Regions from separate parts of the Mus musculus genome. Here all the other regions are linked to region 3. Evidence: chromatin contacts called from public ChIA-PET and promoter capture Hi-C data. All regions are on one chromosome and are shown on one strand. Each heading gives the region's core, a stretch centred on a gene start, on an enhancer-like site or on the middle of the called end of the contact. The rest is flanking DNA. Distances are from core to core; before and after follow the strand shown.

Region 1 (4,567 bases), core at 1,620-4,119, 290 kb after region 3:
ACGTTTGAATTAGAGTGTGCGGAGTATTTCATAGCCCATGCTTTCTCAATGCATGTGATATCATTTTCAAGGAGAAAAAGTCATTCCTGAAGGGAGGAAAAAATTACTTTTAAGAGACATAATGTGGAGATATACCGTTTATTAAAGGTGATATTAAAAATTCACTGAAGCATCAATTGGAATAAAATGTCTAAAAAGTGTTCTCAAGGGGCAATAATTTTTTTAGAAGTGGGGAACTAGAAAACCCTGCTACAGACTATGGGAACAGAAGAATGTTGGCAGCTGTCACACTCATGTGAGGAATATGCAGATTCCTTGTATCATTCTGTTTATTTTGTACATGTCTGAATTTTTTTATAACAAAAAGTATGAGTCTTATAATAGACTGAAACTACATTTACAAAGCCAAATTAAGGAAAAACTATTTCTAAAGTATGTAAGACTTTCAGCAAGAAAAATGTGAAAGACATTAAACAGAAATTTAAACTCTGCTATGATCATGGATAGGAAAACAATATCCTAGGGTATTTTCTTCCCATACCTATAAACTCAATGCAATTCTGATTAATCCTAAATCAATAGCTTAATGATATTAATTACGGTATGTTGACTGAAAAATTCAATGCAATTTCAATCAAGATCTGATTATATTGTTATAGAATTTGACAAGTTGGTCTACTCTAATATATATATAAAAGACGAATCTTAATGAAAAAAAAAAAACTAAAAAAACGAATTTGAAGGTTTAAAAAAAAGATCTGCCTAGAATCACTGCATAGAAGTGAATACAAGCTATTAAGACATTGACAACACAATGGTGGATACATGGTTAGTATAAATCATCAGTCTTAGATGCTCAAAAACCCAAGTGGAAGATGGAGAAAACCTATTCCCAAAGTTCTCCTCTGACTTCTCACACATGCCCTGGCATGTGTGTACCCACCCATACACAATACAAATAAATGCCAAAAAGGAAGCTTAAAATGGACATCTTCCATCCAATTAAAAGCCATTATGAAAAGTGCTTGACTTGGCCATTTAATGCCCTCCGTAGAACAACAAATCAAATCAAATCAAAACAAAACCAACACACACACACCAAACCCCAAATCCCTTAGGAGACAGAGGACGTCAGGGGCAGACGGCAAGGTAACTTCTGGGCATGATATGATTGTGCACTCTGAATGCACAGCAGTTGTGACTAACTTCCTAAGGCTGGATGGTCAAGACACTTCCAACAGGCAACCCCTGATGGGGAGGGAGAGACAGTGTGGCTGTCCAGTGGTGCAGACACTGCTGAAGCGTGGGTGCGTGAGCAGACAAGCTCTCACCCATGTTCCTGGAAATGATGTGAGCAACCCCAGTGAAACTCACTGGGGGACAAAAAGAAAGGCATCAAAGTAGGAGGAGTCTAGCAGGGAGGAGGAAAGGGGAAAAGGGGAGCAGAACAGGAAGTGCATATGATTGAACAGGAAGTGCATATGATTGAACAGGAAGTGCATATGATCGAACAGGAAGTGCATATGATCGAACAGGAAGTGCATATGATCGAACAGGAAGTGCATATGATTGAACAGGAAGTGCATATGATCGAACAGGAAGTGCATATGATTAAACAGGAAGTGCATATGATTGAACAGGAAGTGCATATGATTGAACAGGAAGTGCATATGAATGAACAGGAAGTGCATATGATTGAAATACATTATGAAAATGTCAGAATGAAACCCATTATCTATGTAAAAAATTCATGTTTATACACACAACATTTGAGCATAGAAAAGCCTAATCAAGTGCATTATCCAGGATTTATAATACTTTACATAAAAAAATGTGAGGCTAGAACTAAAATATTACAATGATATTTGAGAGTAACTGTGTTAAAGGCTAGACCAATACTTACTAAAAATAAACTTTCCAGTATTAAAAAGAAAATTAGACATAAGCACCCAATAAACTATCATTGCTCCAATGAGCGACACCAAGGAGAAAAGGAGACTTGACCATTGCCCAAAGGAGCCAAAATAATGTTTGCAGACATCTGGATATTCCCAGGTACTCGTGTCCGATGTACCTAGATAAAAATGAAAGAGAAAGAATGAGACTAGGTACTGTTATACACTCCACATTCATAATTTGATTTCCCCCAATTAACTCAAAATATTTAGCAAAATAGTGTGGCTACTTTACCAACAAATACAAGAACACATTATGGAAAAAAATAGCAATAAAATATTATACAATAAAATAGAAATCTGTTCAGTGAAATAGCATAATCAGAGAAACAACTAGGATCCTAACTTTTTATAACGAATTAGAGCATGTGATAACCAAGAGTGGGAAAACTAATTAGAAGGAAATCGAACACACACTCTCTTTTTAGTTGTAAGGAGACGGTGTCTTGCTACACAGCCCACGCTAACTCCAAACTCACAGCAATCCTCAACCTCCCAGGTTTCTGGGATTGCAGGCGTACATCACCCCGTCAGTTCATTTAAAACTCTACGTAACAGTTAAGCACTGTTTGACATGAGTGAAAGCTGCCTTGAGTCATATTTTATGCTATAAGCCAATTTAAATGTTAGATAACTAAGTTAAGAATTTAAAAGTAAAGCATGGAAACGCACACCTGTAATTCTAGACTTCAGGATGCTGAGGCAGAAACAGGAAAACTCCAGGCCAGCCTGGGCTACACAGTGAGTTTCTGAACAGCATGAAAAACATAAACAGAGCAAGACAAAAACAACAGCACAAGATTAACACATTACAGTCACAGCATTGAAGTCTCAGATGAAAGGCTAGCCTGTCTCTGAACTGAGGAAACGGTAACAGGGAAACAGAAAGTCTCACAGAAGCCATTCAGACAGAGTGAGAAAGGAAGCCACAGGAACTTGTAGACAGGAAACTAACAGCAACGTCATAGAGGGTACTGAGAACAACTATAAAGGCACTCATAAACTATAAAGACTCACGGACAACTGGGAAGAGAGGACGAACAAACAATACACTTAAAGAAAGCCATACCACTTTGCAAGCAGAGGCAAGCGGATTTCTGAGTTCGAGGCCAGCCTGGTCTACAGAGTGAGTTCCAGGACATCCAGGGCTATACAGAGAAACCCTGCCAAAAAGAAAAAAAAAAAAAAAGAAAAGAAAACAGAACAGAACAAAACTGGAAACACAAAATAACATGCTTCAAAGCAGCCTATCATTCATGTATAGCTGGAACCACTGGAAATTACTACAACTCTTAGAAATAAATTTAAATTTAGTGGTTGTCCTTCCCTCCTTCCTTCCTCCCTCCCTCCCTCCCTCCATTCCTTCCGAACTGGTGATTGAACCCAAATGGCTTTGCACATGCTAAGTATGTGCTCTGCCACTTGGCCATATCTCCAGCCCATGACTTTTCCCCCTTTGGGGTCAAAATTTAAATGAAGCAATCCAAAAGAATACATAAAATATGCATACATTATTTTAGAAGGGTATCTCTTAGGATAGTAAACAACAGACCAGGGTGTAATCATGCAGCAGTCCACAACTGTTAATCAATACAACAGAGCCACAAGGTATAATGCACAGTCATTCAACAAACCAAACAACAAACAAAGGTAATAATGGTGACTGCACCCATAAAGTTCACTTAAAAAAAAAGTGATGAAGTGGGAGCCAAGACTGTAAGAAAACATACTAAATGATAAAAGAACACAAAGACATTTGTATAAGAAAGAACAAAAATATTTAAGAATTTATGATAAAAAGAATACAAAGACATTTACATAAGAACATACACAAAAATACTTATATTTCTATGGTTGGATTATTGCGATAGCAATTTCTTTGTTTCAATATCTCAGTAAGGAATAAGAACACAAAGAGGTCTAAGACAAGGTTATTTTAACTGCCCTCAAATTATAGTTACTTTATGACTCATCTTGTTTCCCAGGGGTGGGGGTGGAGAGAAATGAGGGATATAATGTGTCTGTCTGTGTGTATTATATGGTAGTATATACGTAGGAGCAGTAAAGTACTGACCTAGCCCCCAAATCTTGTCCAATATATGTGTTTTTATGGTTCTACTCCAATAGCATTCTTATAAACATTGGGGTGTCTAGAATAAAAATAAACCACCTCAAAGATAGGATAAAAACACTTTTAGCCTATAAATGTCCAATCATGCTGGACTCTGAAGAATACAGATAACAAGCTTATCTATAGATACAGCACAGGAACTTTTCTTCATGAATGACGGATGAGAGCCATCTCGTTGATTAGCAGTTGTATCGTTAATGTCCGGGTGGAGAGTTTCACCGTAACTGCTATACACGGTAGTCATGGATTTGTTTTCTCTGCAGGTTACCTAAAGCACGGACTCCACCTTGGAGGGATGTGGCTCCTACAAATGTCCTCTTGATTACCTTACCAGGATGATTTCTGGTAATGACCTGCGATTTTGTGATATACTTCTTTTAAAGATGCTATATCGTCTGCATTGATCAGGAAAAATCTCAATTGCTAGTTTATATGTGCAATCTCCTACATCTTTTCTAATATCTTTTTTTTTATTTTTTGA
Region 2 (4,903 bases), core at 931-3,430, 270 kb after region 3:
AGTGTAGCACTAGCAGGAAGGATATGCTTTATACTTAGGCTTGCTTTCTTCAGTTCAGTTGGGTATATAAAAAGGTTAATTGAGAATTACACTTTGAGAACACCACAAATACTCCTATTCCCTGGGGAGGAGCTTTCTGTGGGCTTAGGAATCGGGGAAATTTTCTGCAAATGCTTGGCTGCCCCAGAACTTCCACAAAGAGAACAGTTGCAGCCACCACCCAGCAGCAGCCTGTTTCCTTGGAGAACACTGTCAATGCCACTGACCTACACCTTGTAACTGTCTTAAAACACCACTGCTGATCTCCGACAGGGTTTCCTCTGGCCAGAAAATCACCCATGAAATGCTGAAATTTTCACAAGAAATTCTTGAATACTGAAAGTGTTACTATTTCTAAGTTTCATTACAACTTTTTGCTGAAGGATTTCTCTCTTCCTGGTTCTGGCTTGCACTTTTTAATATCTAAATAGTCTGTCTTTGTTTTAGTCCTTGTTACGCAGTCCCTAAACTGTCCCTTAAAGACTGATGTATTAAAACTGGTTCACCCAGGACATTTCTGCAGCTAAGCTTTAGAAAAACCAGAGACCTCAGTGGAGTCGCGGTGGAGGTTTTAGAAATCCATGTGCACAACAGAAACAGTGGTCCATTCTAAGAGAACTCTATCTATCTTTTCTTTTCTTTCCTTCCTTCCTTCCTTCCTTCCTTCCTTCCTTCCTTCCTTCCTTCCTTCTTTCTTTCTTTCTTTCTTTCTTTCTTTCTTTCTTTCTCTCTTTCTGAGAGAGAGTGGTTGTTTGAGCATTACAACTGCCGAGTATGCAGAGCCTTACTCCAAAGTTCATCTAAAAACCAAACGGAGCATGCATGTACTCTGTTACTTCAGGAAAAACAAAGTAGAACCCTGGAAGGGATAGGGAAGGAAGAGGTGATATTCAAACCCAGGCCTGCCTGGTCTTGCTCCTGGATTGTTCTTCCTGCTACATATACAACATCCCATGGGCATACACAGTGCCTTACCTGTTCAATACAATCTTTGGGTAATGGAGGCGAAGGGAATGAGGCAAAAACCAGGATACCAATATAGAGATAAGTCAATGTCACCAGCATATAAGCAATGCATAGGTCTCTCACCTGAATGTAAACACAGAATAAAATGTTCTCTCAATACAAAGAAGTCACAGCAAGTCTACTCAAGCAATGATGACAGGGAAATCCAAATTTATCCTTTTATTTTGTATGTGTTTGTATACGTTCTAATTTTCACAGAACTCAGTCAAACACACACACACACATACACACACACAAATCTGATTAAAGTACTCTGTCTAATTTTTAATTTTAATGTAGACTAAACTGAACTGCTTGTTAGAAGACTTGGGAAGCTAATACAAACTGTGGTTTTAACATGACCGAAGTTCTAATTTAATTTTAAAAGGTAACATTTGTCAAATTAAAAAAGAATAAGGATAATAAAAAGGCAACAAGAAAGTCTAAGCCACTTTTGGTTTGACCTGCACATTTTTAAAAATGCTTTTTTAGCAAGTTAGCTTTTATCATCAAAGTATGCGTAGGCCACAGGAGTGGAACATATCAAAGGATATTTAATAAAGAAGAAACACTAGTTAAAGAGTAGACAAGTGAGCACTAAGGACCAGCATTACACACTTAAATGTGAAACAAAAGGGCATTTGAAAAACAGCTGTTCAAATAGCTGTCCAAAACTATTACCGGAATCAGCAAACAAATGCAGACTGTTAAACCCAGCAGCCAGCTTTCTTCTACTGCTGCTCCCATCCTCCCAGGCGTGCAAAATAAAAAGCTCCAAGAGACTGAAGGCAGCCAGCTGCTGGATCCAAGCAGAGAGATTCCACAGCTTGCAAACTGTCTCCTCCACTTAAGTTACAGCCAAACAATTCAACACAAAAGGAATTGTGGCAACAAGCCTATTCATTTTAGATAGAAATAACTCAAAAGCTAGGGAAACAGATTAGGAAAAAACAATTCTATGTGATTTTTAAGTTTGGTGGCATGGCAAGGATATCTGACACTAGGGAACATTTTGGATTTTTCTGGATGAGTCTTAAAATGGGCTGACGCAGCAGCAGGGTTTATAAGCTTGAGATCCGTAAGTCTGGTCGAGAACAAACAACAACGTGTGAGAAGCCTCTGACAATACAGGCCAGGGACACATCAGAAAAAAGCACCTCGGCCTTCTGAGCTGGAGGCTTATGTAAATTGGCCCCAGGTCTCTCAAAGCTCTGTGAGAGCTTACTGTTCAAGAGCTGGCTTCCAAGGCCTTCCTCCTTAGTTCAAGAAGCAGCTCTAGTGCCCAGCTCAGGCGAGAATTCCCCTGCGGTTGTGTCTCACTCTTGTGTGGGATGAGCAAAACACATCAAGGAATCCTATTTTCACATCAAAAAGTAGCTGGCTTCAATGACAACATTCAAGGCATTCCAGTCTCCAGCTACTCAACTGGCTCAACCTCCTTTTAAAAAAAAAATGAAAAAAAGATTTGTTATTTTTATGTATATATGTGTTTGTGGGTGCTGGGAATTGAACTCAGGTCCTCTGAGAAGCAGTACAAGCTGAACCAGCTGTCTTAGCCCAATAAAGCCTCTTTAGGAAAAAAACCACAAACACTTGGGGATCTGGGGAGATGGCTCGGTAGTTACGGTGCCCATTACACACCATGAGGACCAGAGTTCAGACCTCCATTAATCCACACCAATGCCAACCCAAAGAGTCAAAATGATTGGCGAGGCTAGTTAGCCACATCTGTGCGCTCTGGATTTGATGGAGGGATTCTGCCTCAATAGAGTGGTAAGCGCTATCAAAAATGATTCCCAACTCCAGTCTTGGGCTCTTCCACATGCCCATGCATATGTAAAGCATGCACGCATGTACTGGGACAGACAGACAATAGACAGACCCTGGAAAGGCAAAAGCAGCTGTGCCAGGGAGAGGAGGGAGGACTTCACTGATAATCTTGATTTATATCCCACCCGAATCCCTGTAGTCTGACCTGGAAAACAAGCACCTTAGTGAAATCTGGGGAGCTGTGAAGGGTGATTCTAAGCGCTTCCCAACATAACAGTGCTCCTTCACTTCTCTCTTCTCAGGGCATGGCCACACACAGCAATTCTTGTTCTCGTTGCCACTAGCTTTCATTGTAAAAACAATCCACTTAAATGAGTTACTACTGTTACTTTTTAACTAACGTACGCGCGTGCCTGTGTCTGTGGGTCAGTGTATATGCATAGGAGCGCATGTGCCCATAGAGTCAAGGGGAGGGTCTTGGATTCTTTGGAGCTTGAGTTACAAGAAGTTGTGAACTGCCCAGTGTGGGTACTGGGAACTGAACTTGGGCTCTCCGCAAAAGTAGCGCACGCGCTTAAAGGCTGAATCATTGCTTTATTCCCGAAATAATCATATTTTTGAAAAACGTTCTCAAGTGGAAAGATATCCCTGGACATTTAAAAAAAAGAGCTAAGCTTAACAGTTCTTTAATCAACTTCTTTTCTCCAAATAGATGCATACCATTGGAGTGTAAGACCCTGGAGACGAGACTGTCTGTTTTATAATATACTTCCAGTACCTGGGGCAAGGCTGGCCGTAGCAGGAACTTGTAGGAGAAAATGCAGGCGTGAGCTTCGGCCAGCCTTCCTGGCACACTGAGCTTCTAACTAAGAAGCATAGGACGCCACGCCCCAGGAGTCAGATGGCCGAGGCCTGGGGCAGCCTGAGAGCCGAGTCCCCACTCTCTGTGTCTCCTTGAATGTGTGTCTTCCACACTGGTGGCGTGAGCATTCACTGGCCAGACTGAGGTCATGTGCTAAGGAGTGACTGTTAAGCCACGGTCGATAGATTCTATGATGGACGTGGTTGTTCACATGCAATAAAGCGGGTGCTGTTCCTTGCAACTGTTTCCAGAGTGGTTCTTCTCCATGCCCTTTACCCACCCACGGGCACTGTGGTCTTGCTGGAGATGTCCTGGTAACAGTGGCATTATAGGTAACTCAATATAGGTAAGAAGATATCTACCGGCATCTCTGCTGAGCCCCCGCAGGCCATTTCATTTGATCCCCATAAAACCTTACAACACAGCTGCAGCCAGTTCCTTTACAGATGAGGTAAACTAAGCACAGAGGCCACAAGAACTTGCTCCTGGTTATACAGTGAGTAGTTTGGTAAAAGCCAATATTCTAATCCCCAAACAAGGTCTTTCTGGTGCCAACTGTGCACTTAGCTACAGTGATGAAGAGTTTACTAGTCTCCAGGTATTGAAGCCATATTTAATAATTAACAAGAGGTAAGAAGAAACAACAAAGAATATCACAGGTAAGCATCACGAGAGATACAAGGAAAATGCCAATGCCTGTGAGGCCAGGCTGCTTCATGTGCTCAGCACACACTGGGAGCAGCTCACAAGTTGTGTGTCTGTTCTCATGAGGAAACACTGACGAGCAGAGATGATGCTTTCATTATAAACGAGCTGAGGCTCAGCGTGATTGAGGAAGCATGCTGCTCACGGGCAGCATGCACGTATCGGGGGCTTGCTATTCTTTGAGACCCATTCCATCTCTGTACTAGGCCTAAAATACAGATTCCTAAAAGCCCCTGGGATGGAAGAGGGGAGGGAGAGCTATCTTCTGGCAAACTAGTGTGTTGGGGGGGAGGAGGCTCCAAGCAAACAGTATGTTTAAAGAGACAGAGGTGGTGATATTAGACTGTCAAGAGGCCTGCACAGTAAGGTGCTCCCCTCTGCTTCATAGGTAAGCAATGACTGGAAGACCAAGGAACTACAGACAAGTAGAATGTCAATTCCAAAGAGGAGTAGATTCACAGTGAGATCAACAGCAAACCTGGGAACACTTCTGCTTGTCAAACATTGTTCCATGTACTGTTC
Region 3 (4,776 bases), core at 104-2,603:
CCCAGCCCTAAGCCATGCACGAGTTGGGGAAGGGGGGCGCTGGCTGCAAACACATCGCACTCTTTCGCCTGGTGGTACCTGCTTGCAAGCGATGAGCAGACAGGTGACCCCGAGCAGCTGGAAGCAGTCTGCAGCAACAGGGGTCGTGAGGAGAAAACGGTCCAGAGTATTCACGGTCAGACACAGCGACTCGAAAGAGAGGCCGAACTGGCGGTGGACTTGCAGGAGCCAGCTGAGCAGTTTACAGCGCGATTCGGCAGTCACCTGGCCGGGAGCGAGAGGGGGAGTGTGCTGAAGCGCGCGCCCGAACAAAACAATCCAGAGAGGCAGAGAGGCAAAGGGGAAAACGCTAAATGACTGAAAAATAGGAGGCACGTGGGGGGGAGGGGGGGAGGTACGGGCCTGCCTTAAACCAGGCGTTCCGGAACGCCTGGGAACGTTTGGGCTCGCGCCTGGTATTGTGCACAGTGCATTAGGGCACACTACCCAGTCTAACCCTCTCAGCAAGTCAAAGGGACTATAAGGGGTGGGGGGTGGGGGGTAAAGTTTTTGTTTTTTTTTTAAACAGAAGTGCAAGCAAATTTAGGAGTTCTGGATCTGACGTAGAAGCTGTCGAACTGCGTTATAATAAAACTCCTCTACCCACCCCCTATAACTTCCGATATCCACCTCTCCACCCACAACCTTTCTCCATCTAAATAGGTCAGTGGGCCAATCCTTGAAGGTCCCAATTGCTCCTACTGATGGCAGATAATGGGCTGCAATGACTAGGGCTGTGCGAAGGGCAGCCAGCAGCCATGGAGAGAGCGAGCTAGCCTGGGAGAGACAGAAGCGCGACGGCCCCGGGTCTGGCTCTTGCCAGCGCCTCACTTGTGGCTGGCGCGCCAGCGACTCCCGCGGGTGGAAAAGATTCTCCTGCGCCTTTCGGAAGTCGTAGCAGCTCTGGCCGTATTCTCGGAAGGTCTGGAGATCCAGCGCTGTCAAGGGCTGGGCAGGGTTGAGTAGGGAGCTGCAGTCCCGCGCCGCAGACACTGCGGGGCTGTCGGCGCCGTCCGAGCTGGAGCTGGGGGACTCGAAAAGGTCACAGACGCCCGAGTCTCCCGGGAGCGAACACGCGTTCAGCGGCCGCAGCGGCTTCTTTCTCCGGAGGCACGGGCGTCTGCTCTTCTTCACTGGGGCGCGGAGGTTCTGGTGGCTGTCTCGCCTCCCGGCTCCCGCGGCGGGGCTGCCCGGGCTGGCAGGGCAAGGGGTAACCATGTTACAATCGGGTAGCGCTCCTAGCGTCTACGACGCCCGGAGCGTCGGCGCGAGAGCTGCGAGGAAGATCCGGTCCCGCTGGCGGCGCAGCTCTAAGTACCCGGACTGTGCCTTCCCTCCACCACTCCCCCGGCCTCTCACTGGCTGAGCCCCGAGCCGCCCACGGGCCGCGCTTTCCCGGAGGCAGAGCCACACCCCTCGCGTGCGAGCAACGCGTGGCCCCCGCGCTGGTTGCAGGGGGAGGAGGCGTTGCAACTCCCGCCTCTCACCCGCCTTCAGCTGCAGGCTCCGCGCGTCTGTCGTCACCGTGGCAACCGCAGCCCGGGTCCTGGCGCCAGCTGCTTGAGCTCGGTGGAAGAGCGTAAAGATCACTGGCCACCTAGGGGAGCCATGGGCCGTCTGAGCGGTTCAGCCGCCCCCGGAAAAAGGGAAAGGCTGCTCCGGGGAACCTGGTCCTTGGTTAGATTGTCTGGCCTGGTGTGATCATCTTTTATGCCAACCCTCATCCAGGTGGGTCCGCCTCTGAGCTCCGGACCAAGATCAGGCTAGGTTTTCTTCAGTGACCCATAAAAGGACTTGATTTGCGACTATTTTATTTCATTCCGCTGGCCCAGGGAAGGAGAACTTTGGCGCGTCGCTAACGTCTGTTAAGTATGTGGGAGCCCGTCCTGTCAGACAGGTATTTGTGATCCAAAAACGTAGGAAGTTACTTCAAATGACCGTCGCACAAGCCCGCTGCCCTCTGGATACTTTGCCCCGCACTTTTCATCCCGAGCCAAACACGCCAAGGCTGCAGCCGTTTAGGGCCTTAATGTCACAGGTGGCATTTCTGTGGAATTGCTCACAGTGTGTTCTGCTTTGGGTCATTAGCTTTTAACCCTCTACCTTTCTAGGTTATTCTTTGTGCCCAGGGTAGGATGGAGGGAAATCAAAGGAATGCAGAGTTGGGGGAGGGGGAGGCGCGGGGACAAGAGAGAAAGGTAGAATGTGACACCTTCTCCATTCTCAACCCGTGTACTCCAAACTCCGGTCCTGATCTAAAAGAGACGTTAAGGCGCTGTGAGTTCTGCACACGCGGCCGTCCTCACTGATTCCAAAGACAGCTGGAAATTGTTGGAGTCCACGTGCAAATCCTCCCCCTAGAAACTTGCCAGAGAAGCAGGTGAGGGGAAAGGGCTGGATTTCAGCTTCTCGCCTCCGTTTCTATTCTCTGTGATTCTGAAGGCGCTTTAAATTGCAGCACTTGTGTGACGCGGGGTTGCTGAGAATCACCTGAGAGGAGTTTTCTACATGCAAGTGCCTGGCTTTCTGTCTCCTCTCAGGCTGTTGATGGGTAACATTACGGGGAGATCAACCGAATCCACAGCAAGGGGGCCACATAGCAGACCTCTTCCTAGAAGAGTTTTCTGGGTGAGGAGGAAGGATCTAGGAACTCTCTGATTCTGCCTCTTGGTCCAGCGGGAAAGAGCACAAAGCACCTCATCAGTAGGATCCAGAGTGTACCTATTTAATGATCTTGTTCAGCAAGACATTATTCGGTCTCCATTTCGTCGTCTGTAAAAGGATATTACTTGCCTTGCGAGTCAAGTAACATCGATGAGAAATCTTGAAACTCCCCCCCCCCCCGTTAATTTATTTTATTTATTCACTTTACATCCCTATCGCAGCTCCTCCTCCTCTCAGTTACCGCCTCACATCGCCCCTTCCCCCTCCTTCCCTGCATTGAGAAGGGGCCGCCCTCTCCCTCTGAGTACTAACCCATCCTGACACACCAAGCCCCTGCAGGCCTGGGCACAAGCTCTCCCGCTGTGGCCAGACAAGGCAGCCACAAGCAGACAACAGTCAGGGACGGCTCCCACTCCAGTTGTTGGGAGACCCTCTTGAAGAGAAAGTCCTTTTTAAATGCAAAATAGTAGAGTCCTCTTGAACCTGATCCAGGGGGGTCAAGAATGTTGTTCTGCTGGGGGAAACTGAAGACTGATCAGGCCATCTGTGTGTGGTAAGGCTCTCCATGCTGAACAGACTTTTTTCCCCCAAGGCCTGTACTTAGAGTCAATCCCAACAGACACTGCCTGAGTCTCAGCTTGAAGGACCTATTATTCAGCTTTGGCAGAGTGCTTGCTGTGTCGCCTGCTGTGTGGAACCTGCAAGGAGCTGGTGTTCAGGTGGGATAAACAAAGAGCCATGTGCCATTCTTAAAGGACTGAAATGTGAGCCGGGCGTGATGGTGCACGCCTTTAATCCCAGCACTCGGGAGACAGAGACAGAGGCAGGTGGATTTCTGAGTTCAAGGCCAGCCTGGTCTACAGAGTGAGTTCCAGGACAGCCAGGGCTACACAGAGAAACCCTGTCTCAGAAAAGGCCAAAAAAAAAAAAAAAAAAAAAACCAAAACCAAACAAACAAAAAAGGACTGAAATGTGATGGGGGAGGGGACCAAGATATCAATTTAAATTCAAATGTCAGATAAACAACAAATGCATTTCTCATAAGGATGTCACAGAAATTGTATGAGACATATCTACAAGAGAAAAATGTTTATCTGATAATTACCTGAAACACTGTACTATATGGAACAGCAAGCTATCTTTTAAAGATTTTTTAAAAAAAGATTTATTGGGGCTGAGAGATGGCTCAACGGTTAAGAGCACTGACTGCTCTTCCGAAGGTCCTGAGTTCAAATCCCAGCAACCACATGGTGGCTCATAACCATCCATAACGAGATCTGGTGCCCACTTCTGGTGTCTGAAGACAGCTACAGTGTACTTACATATAATAAATAAATAAAATTAAAAAAAAAAAGATTTATTTATTTTATATATATGAGTGCACTGTAGCTGTCTTCAGACACACCAGAAGAGGGCATCAGATCCCATGACAGATGGTTGTGAGCCACCACGTGGTTGCTGGGACTTGAACTCAGCACATCTGGAAGAGCAATCAGTGCTCTTAACCTCTGAGCCATCTTCCAACCCCCAACAGACTATTCTTTTATCTGATATTCAAATTCAACTGAGCCCTGCAACTTCACAGCAGGATCAGCCTCACTGTTCTGGAAAGAGTAATGAAAAATTGATGGTAAAAACCAAGGTAGGGGGGAGGGAGGGAGGCAGAAGAGGAGGGCTGGACAAGAGTATTCTAAGTAAAAACAGGCTGTAGGAGGATCTGGCAGCAGTCCTGGGACATCTGCAGATGTGTATAAGGGCCTGTCTAACGAAGAATGGCCCTTGCAGAGAAGAGGAGGACAGAAGCTGGAAAGTTATAGCTAATAATTACATAAAGGGTATGTGGCAAGTACTTTATTCTCTGTGTATATCTATCTGTGCATAGGGCTATGCTTCAGTCTTACAGCAGCTCCACAGTTCAGCTTCTGGTGTTATAGCCATTCTTAGAGATGAGGCACACAGAGGTAAAAACTGAGGTCATAGGCAGTAAAATACACATCTGAGACTCAAGTTTAGCCTTGCTTCTCCATCCACACTGTACCGCTTTGTGGATGGAGCATGGCCTAAAATGGATGA

The links. Promoter capture Hi-C pulls out the DNA fragments that hold promoters and counts their contacts. ChIA-PET counts read pairs in DNA pulled down with a chosen protein or histone mark.
Region 1: an RNA polymerase II ChIA-PET map of memory CD8 T cells shows a contact between it and region 3, with 6 read pairs. The contact joins the enhancer-like site here to the promoter of Ccno in region 3. A contact is called at or near these places in 12 of 39 promoter capture datasets (3T3-L1-derived adipocytes, the C10 cell line, the HPC-7 cell line and 9 more), 1 of 484 Hi-C or Micro-C datasets (double positive thymocytes), 11 of 115 datasets of contacts at active chromatin or transcription factors (bone marrow-derived macrophages, embryonic basal ganglia, embryonic limb bud and 4 more) and 2 of 9 other capture datasets (adipose tissue and liver).
Region 2: a promoter capture Hi-C map of hippocampal neurons shows a contact between it and region 3, with 2.3 times the contacts expected there. The contact joins the enhancer-like site here to the promoter of Ccno in region 3. A contact is called at or near these places in 5 of 39 promoter capture datasets (the C10 cell line, the HPC-7 cell line, embryonic stem cells and 1 more), 3 of 115 datasets of contacts at active chromatin or transcription factors (all in embryonic stem cells) and 1 of 9 other capture datasets (embryonic stem cells).

Annotation. Positions count from the first base shown.
Region 1 is chr13:112,692,748-112,697,314 of GRCm38.p6, reverse strand. Slc38a9 (solute carrier family 38, member 9) reads right to left here. Exons shown (of 15, transcript NM_178746.4): 7 at 1,904-2,074. Among named protein-coding and RNA genes, the nearest start is that of Gm52034, 22 kb to the right of the region's middle. Within about 2 kb of position 2,869, at least 23 of the 459 cell types and tissues checked have an H3K27ac peak or open chromatin away from gene starts, as enhancers often do. A contact at or near this core is called in bone marrow-derived macrophages and memory CD8 T cells, where this site is marked.
Region 2 is chr13:112,719,423-112,724,325 of GRCm38.p6, reverse strand. Slc38a9 (solute carrier family 38, member 9) reads right to left here. Exons shown (of 15, transcript NM_178746.4): 12 at 1,015-1,128. Among named protein-coding and RNA genes, the nearest start is that of Gm41067, 47 kb to the left of the region's middle. Within about 2 kb of position 2,180, at least 60 of the 459 cell types and tissues checked have an H3K27ac peak or open chromatin away from gene starts, as enhancers often do. A contact at or near this core is called in hippocampal neurons, where this site is marked.
Region 3 is chr13:112,984,379-112,989,154 of GRCm38.p6, reverse strand. Ccno (cyclin O) reads right to left here and starts at 1,353. Exons shown (of 3, transcript NM_001081062.1): 1 at 871-1,353; 2 at 79-264. The coding sequence starts at 1,257.